Regions from separate parts of the Hordeum vulgare genome. Here region 1 is linked to region 2. The links are chromatin contacts, called in public Hi-C maps. All regions are on one chromosome and are shown on one strand. Each heading gives the region's core, a stretch centred on a gene start, on an enhancer-like site or on the middle of the called end of the contact. The rest is flanking DNA. Distances are from core to core; before and after follow the strand shown.

Region 1 (2,818 bases), core at 68-2,567, 480 kb before region 2:
TTGCTTGTTCTGTCGTCGGTGACCTCTAGGCAGCGGCTATGAGCGCTCAAGCACCTGTACTCCTTGCTCAGCATCGCCTCCCTGCACGTCGGGTCATCCACAGCCCACTTCACCATGCCAGATTCTCCGGAGAATGAGTAGAGCGTGGTGTCTCGATCCCTCAAGAAATCACCCGAGTCGGACCGCTTCTGAATCCTCAACACGCCCTCGTCGATGGATATGTCGGTGACGAGCGAGTGCTGGGTCATTTGGAGGATGGCAGGAGAAGACCCTGGGTTACATGTCAGGTAAAGATGGATCCTCGCAAAGCAGCCCAGCTCTGTGCCGAAGGGGAATGGAACGCTCACGCTCCCGCACATCCTCGGACAGTTCGTCTTTGGCTGGATGAGTGGATGGAGCCATAAACTGTTGGACGGAAAATGAAGAAAATGGTCAATCCAAACTTGTTCATGACATAGCTATCGGTTTGGCATTCAGGTGCCATGACAGAGATGGAGGGGGGACTACCTTGGTCTGGCACGCACCCATCGACGGCGTAGGGGTTGCCGGAGAAGCCTCTGGAGCAGTGGCAGAGGTAGCCTCCGATCGGCGAGTCCCGGCACTCGCTGTGGTTACTGACACAGGCATATGTCACTCTGTCGTCCATGGCGCGCCGGCAGTCAGGCTGGCCGGGGATGGCCCAATCCAGCAGAGCCGGAGGAACCATGTCGGGGTGAATGTCACGCTCCAGATCGCTGGGCCGGAACGTGTACCTGTCCCGGCCGGTGACGAAGAAGGTGAGTTTGTCCCGGCTGACACCGTCGCCGCCGGTGCGCGATAGGTTGGACGCGAACGCACGGAGGTTTACGCGTAGGTCGATGCGGCAGCAGCCCACGCCGACGCAGAGCCCGTTGGGCAGCCTCCGCATGACCTCCTCCCCGGCACAGACCACGGAGCAGTTCCCCACCGCAGCCCCACGGTCGAGCAGCGTGGCCGTGACGCCGCAGCCGAGGACGAACAGCGGCATGTTGGACACGCCGGAGATGGCGAACGGCCTGCCGGGGCCGTCCCATGGGGCAGAGAACGTCCCGGCGCCGGGTCTCATGCGCACCGTACGTGCGCAGGATGTTGACGGCGAGCGAGGAAACGAAGCCGCTCGCGAAGATCGTGTAGTCCACCGTCACGTTGGGGCTGCCGAGCAAGAGGCGCTTCCTGTACGTGTTGGCGTCGCAGGTGAGGTTGAATCCGGGCAGGGAGCACCCGGGGCCTATGCCGAACGGGTAGGACAAGTCGATCAGGCCGCAGTTCGTCGGTCAACGGCGGACGGCCGTGGCTAGTAGCGTCACCAACAGCGGCAGGAGAGCGATAGCCGCCATGGTCAGGACCATTGCGTGTTCAAAGTGGATGGTCTAGGCCAGTTGGGTTGCAACACGCCTTCACTTGTGATTTGTCATGCTAGGACTTCTTCATTCGACGGCTAGTCATATGATGGATGAGTCAGTCATGTCATTTTCGGCAGATGTCCTTCTGCCATTACCCAGTGAGGTTTAAGTTAGCCGACAAATTGGAACATCCTTCGCACAAAATAGATCCCACATCATTTTTTTTCAGTTTTTCCAATATGATAGGTACCCTTGCTACGTCCCACGCCATTATTTTTGGGCAGCCAAGCCACATTGCTCATGTGATAAACTAAACAATGCATTAGACAAATTACACCAGCGTTCGTCTCAGTACAGAAATAGAGTAATTGAAATGATACTATTCATAGCCCATGTATGACAACCTTGCAATGCCATCTGATTCTTCACTTTTTTTTCCAAATGATGGAATTTCACCACGGGGCAGCAGCTTGCCTCTCGGCAAAGGTGAAAAACGTCAACAAATCCTTGTATTCTTGATTGAATTCCTCCCTGAAAAATACAGCAAATTTCAATGTTTTGTTAGGGTATGCAAAAATTATTTGTAAAGAATGGAATGATTAGACAGCCTTCCAAATGATGCAACATAATGGTAGGATATCACCGGGAAGCACTTGATGATCAACAACTGAATAGGTGTATAGAATTAATTTTCCATGACGTACTATTGGTGAGAAGATGACAAGATGAACAACTATAACAGGATCACTCACCATTACTGGACACCACTCCATCGAGCCCAATCGATAAACTGCATTCCACCATAGATGTTATTGGCAAAGCGAACACCAACGGTAAATGCCATTGCAACAGGAGGGGCACCCTTTGCAACTGGTGATGCCTCAACTACTCGCTCCAGACCGTTGATGATCTGATAGCGTGTATTAGATGATACAGCAAGGAATACGCCTACATGTCAATATTGCTTGTCAGTTGAGGAATGGAACATAGAAACGTTATTTGCGTCTAGTACTAGTTTGGAGCATAAATCAAAAAGCCCACTGCAGAAAAGGCACATAGATAGTACTATCGAGTAACGGAATCAATTTAGATTTAAACTGCAGGAGAATGTCTAAATTAACATTAGTTACAGAAATGTTCAAGAACTTTTTGTAAACCTATGCGAAACTCAAGACATTTAAATATTAAAGTATGCTCGTGTGTCTGTCTGTCCCAGCTCTTAGATATCTCTTTAGTGGAAATCAAACCCGTATTTGCAATTAGCCAATTACTGAACATGTGGTCCAAGTAAAATAATAAGTACTCCCTCTGTCCCGAAATACTTGTCGCGGAAATGGATGTATCTAGATGTATTTCAGTTCTAAATACATCCATTTCTACGACAAGTAATTCCAGGCGGAGTAGTAAAATGAAAATACACAATATACATACCCCAAAGAGCAGCACTTTTAATAAGT
Region 2 (2,867 bases), core at 59-2,558:
GGGTCAACAACATCCGCATCGTCTCTAGCGTCCACGCCATCACTCTCACCGTGACCACGGGAGGGAACTGAAGAGAGACATGGAAGACACAAAAAGGGGACGCAATCATCACCATAGGTGCCACCCATCAAAGATGCATTTGATGATGGTGCAACGGAGAAGACGACATAAGCGCAAGACTTCAAATTCAGTGACAATCGTCCGCTTCACTTTCGCTACGACTGAGGGAGAATGTTAGAACTATAAATGTGATTGGGATATAGATAATGAGAGATAGATATATGATTGGTTTAAACCAATAATGATTTGCCTTGTACTCCAAACCTCTCCGGTGTACTCCTATATATACTCTATATGAGGGTCAAATAAATAACAGCAAGAAATACATAATAAGGAATTATAGCTTCAACATGTATCAGAGTGCGTAATGCATGATACTCCCTCCGATCCTAAATATAAGTCTGTAAAGAAATTTCACGACAGGCTACATACAAAGCAAAATAAATGAATCTAGACTATAAAATATGCTATATACATCCGTATATAGTTCGTGGTAAAATCTCTAAAAAGACTTATATTTAGAAACGGAGGGAGTATCCTCTATTCTTAAATAGCTACAGCCCACTGGCTAATTTTCCTCTTCATGCAACGATGTCACATCATCAAGTTATGCATGAAGTCATAAGTTATTTTTTTATCTCTTCATACAAAACATACCACCTTATGCATTTTTTTCAGGAAATTAAGTCATGTAAAAAAGATTTATATTTGTTTTTGCTTTTATTATAATCTTCTACTCCCTCCGTTCCTTAATATAAGACCTTTTAAAGATTTCACTATAGACTAGATACGGAGCAAAATGAGTGAATTTACATCCTAAAATATGACTACATACATCCGTATGTAGTTCATAGTGAAATCTCTAAAAGGTCTTATATTTAGGAATGGAGGGAGTACCACTTATTCATACATTTTTAACAAGGATCCTGCCGCAATGCGTGGGGCATCGTGTAGTTACTTTAGTTACTGAATTCACATTGCATAATGTCACACACTAGTACCATATTACCACTTAATGTATTTACTGTAGAATCTCGATAATAAAAACTGTAATTATTTTGTAGAATTTTCTCTCTTATCCATTATTGCAACACCACATCATTTGTAGAAATAAGATCTGTCTGCTGGAACACATCCAGACCCAGGTTTGCTTTATAGATAACGACGACAGCCAGCTAACAAAGCTGCCCCCATCAGCTGACAACGGGCATCGCCGAGCGTGGCAAAACGATATTGGTGGCGGTCTTCGGAACCGGGACGGCAGCTTCTGTGGCCTCTTCGAAGCACACAGGGGGCATCAAACAGCATGCGTATATGGCAATAATACTATGTGATGGCATGGAGAACTTTCACATCAAGTGATGGCATGTCAAATCAGACAAATGTCCCATTCTCCGTGGGCCTTAACTAACGACCAGCTCAGAGCGTAATGATACGATAGGGTGAGACGAGATACTCTGGTCTTACCAAATGATCTGGGCGTCCCCACTTACCAGCTACAGCTAAACACATCATAAAAATATAACGAAAGAAAAAAAGGAAAGAACGAACTCTACCAATTTCCCTACAAGAAAGGACACCTACCAATTAACCATGCTGAAATTTTCCGTTTCTACGAGTCTATGTCTTCTACGCGAGCTATCACATCGAGCTCGCAGAATCCGCCCAGGGAAAAATGCCTTGGCCAGGCCCAAGCACGCGCACCGGGTCGTAGCGGGCCTTGCGGGCCTGGAAGCGGTCCCAGCTGGGCCCGAAATGGTTGCGCCAATGCGCCTGCGTGGGCTGCCGGGCAAGGTACTGCTTGGCGCCGATGCCGCCGCCGCCGCCGCCGACCCGGCACGCCTCGTCGGCCACCAGGCGGTGCTGCTCCAGCATCTCCTCGACGCAGCCGCGGCCGCACCGCGACGGGTCGGCCGACCGGAGCACGCTGAAGATGTACATCACGCCGTCCGGCGCCGACGGGATGACCGCCGACGTGTTCCTGTCCCACCTGACCAAAAAAAAAAAAAAACAAGGTTAATGACACCCACAAGCAGCACTTCACACAATGATCGGCTCAGTGCATTCGGTCGTTCATCCGTGTTTGATTTGGTTAAATGGATGGAAATGGAACGTGAAAAAACTTCCCAGAGTGGCAAGTAAAGTGCACTGGCATAGTGCAGCCCCGTGCTGATACTGGGGCATTGCAGATTTGCTGTCGAGGAGAGGCGAGACATCTCTTCATCACCCGGATCATGTCAGGTTCAGAGGATTTTGGGTTCGGAGAACCTACTCGTAATTGATTGCCTGCCAAACTGACAGGGCGCGGTTGCGCTCGTGGATCTGCAAATCTGGGGTTCTGGGCCTCGCGAGCAGAGTTGTGGCGTTTCAAGTGACCACATGACACATGCGAACAAAAGTTAAATCACTCACTCGTGCCTGTGTGACTGTACAGAACTGTACGCCAAAGTAACTGTACTACAGGGCCATCGCTGTACGCCTGTACAGTAGTATATGAGACAGGCAGGAGCGTCAAGGCGGGGAGAAGAAAGGGTTGGACCGGGACCGGGACCGGGAAGGGGAAGGGGGACAGGCAACAGACCGTAGCCGCCATAGGTGTGCACTGTTGCTGGAAGCAACTTGCGAGATGCTAGAGCACTTGAAGACAGTATCATTTCACAGTGCGGCTAGCTAGGTAGTCTGCTACAGCCGCAAGGGATAGGAGTGCCATGCATGCAAACCTATCAAAAAATGTCCTCAACTGCACGTATTGATTTGCCTCGGATTAAAGTAATAATACTACAGTCTGTGATGGTTTCCATACTGTT

What was found. A called contact is a pair of places that touch in the nucleus more often than the background predicts.
Region 1: a Hi-C map of leaf shows a contact between it and region 2, with 3 times the contacts expected there. The contact joins two enhancer-like sites. A contact is called at or near these places in 2 of 6 Hi-C or Micro-C datasets (leaf and seedling) and 1 of 1 datasets of contacts at active chromatin or transcription factors (embryo).

What each region holds. Positions count from the first base shown.
Region 1 is chr2H:563,604,825-563,607,642 of MorexV3_pseudomolecules_assembly, reverse strand. It overlaps the pseudogene LOC123427281. Among protein-coding and RNA genes, the nearest start is that of LOC123430547, 19 kb to the right of the region's middle. Within about 2 kb of position 1,317, at least 1 of the 3 cell types and tissues checked has open chromatin away from gene starts, as enhancers often do. A contact at or near this core is called in leaf, where this site is marked.
Region 2 is chr2H:563,127,867-563,130,733 of MorexV3_pseudomolecules_assembly, reverse strand. LOC123427277 (cytokinin dehydrogenase 8-like) reads right to left here. Exons shown (of 5, transcript XM_045111284.1): 5 at 1,374-2,050. The coding sequence ends at 1,702. Among protein-coding and RNA genes, the nearest start is that of LOC123427277, 4.4 kb to the right of the region's middle. Within about 2 kb of position 1,308, at least 3 of the 3 cell types and tissues checked have open chromatin away from gene starts, as enhancers often do. A contact at or near this core is called in leaf, where this site is marked.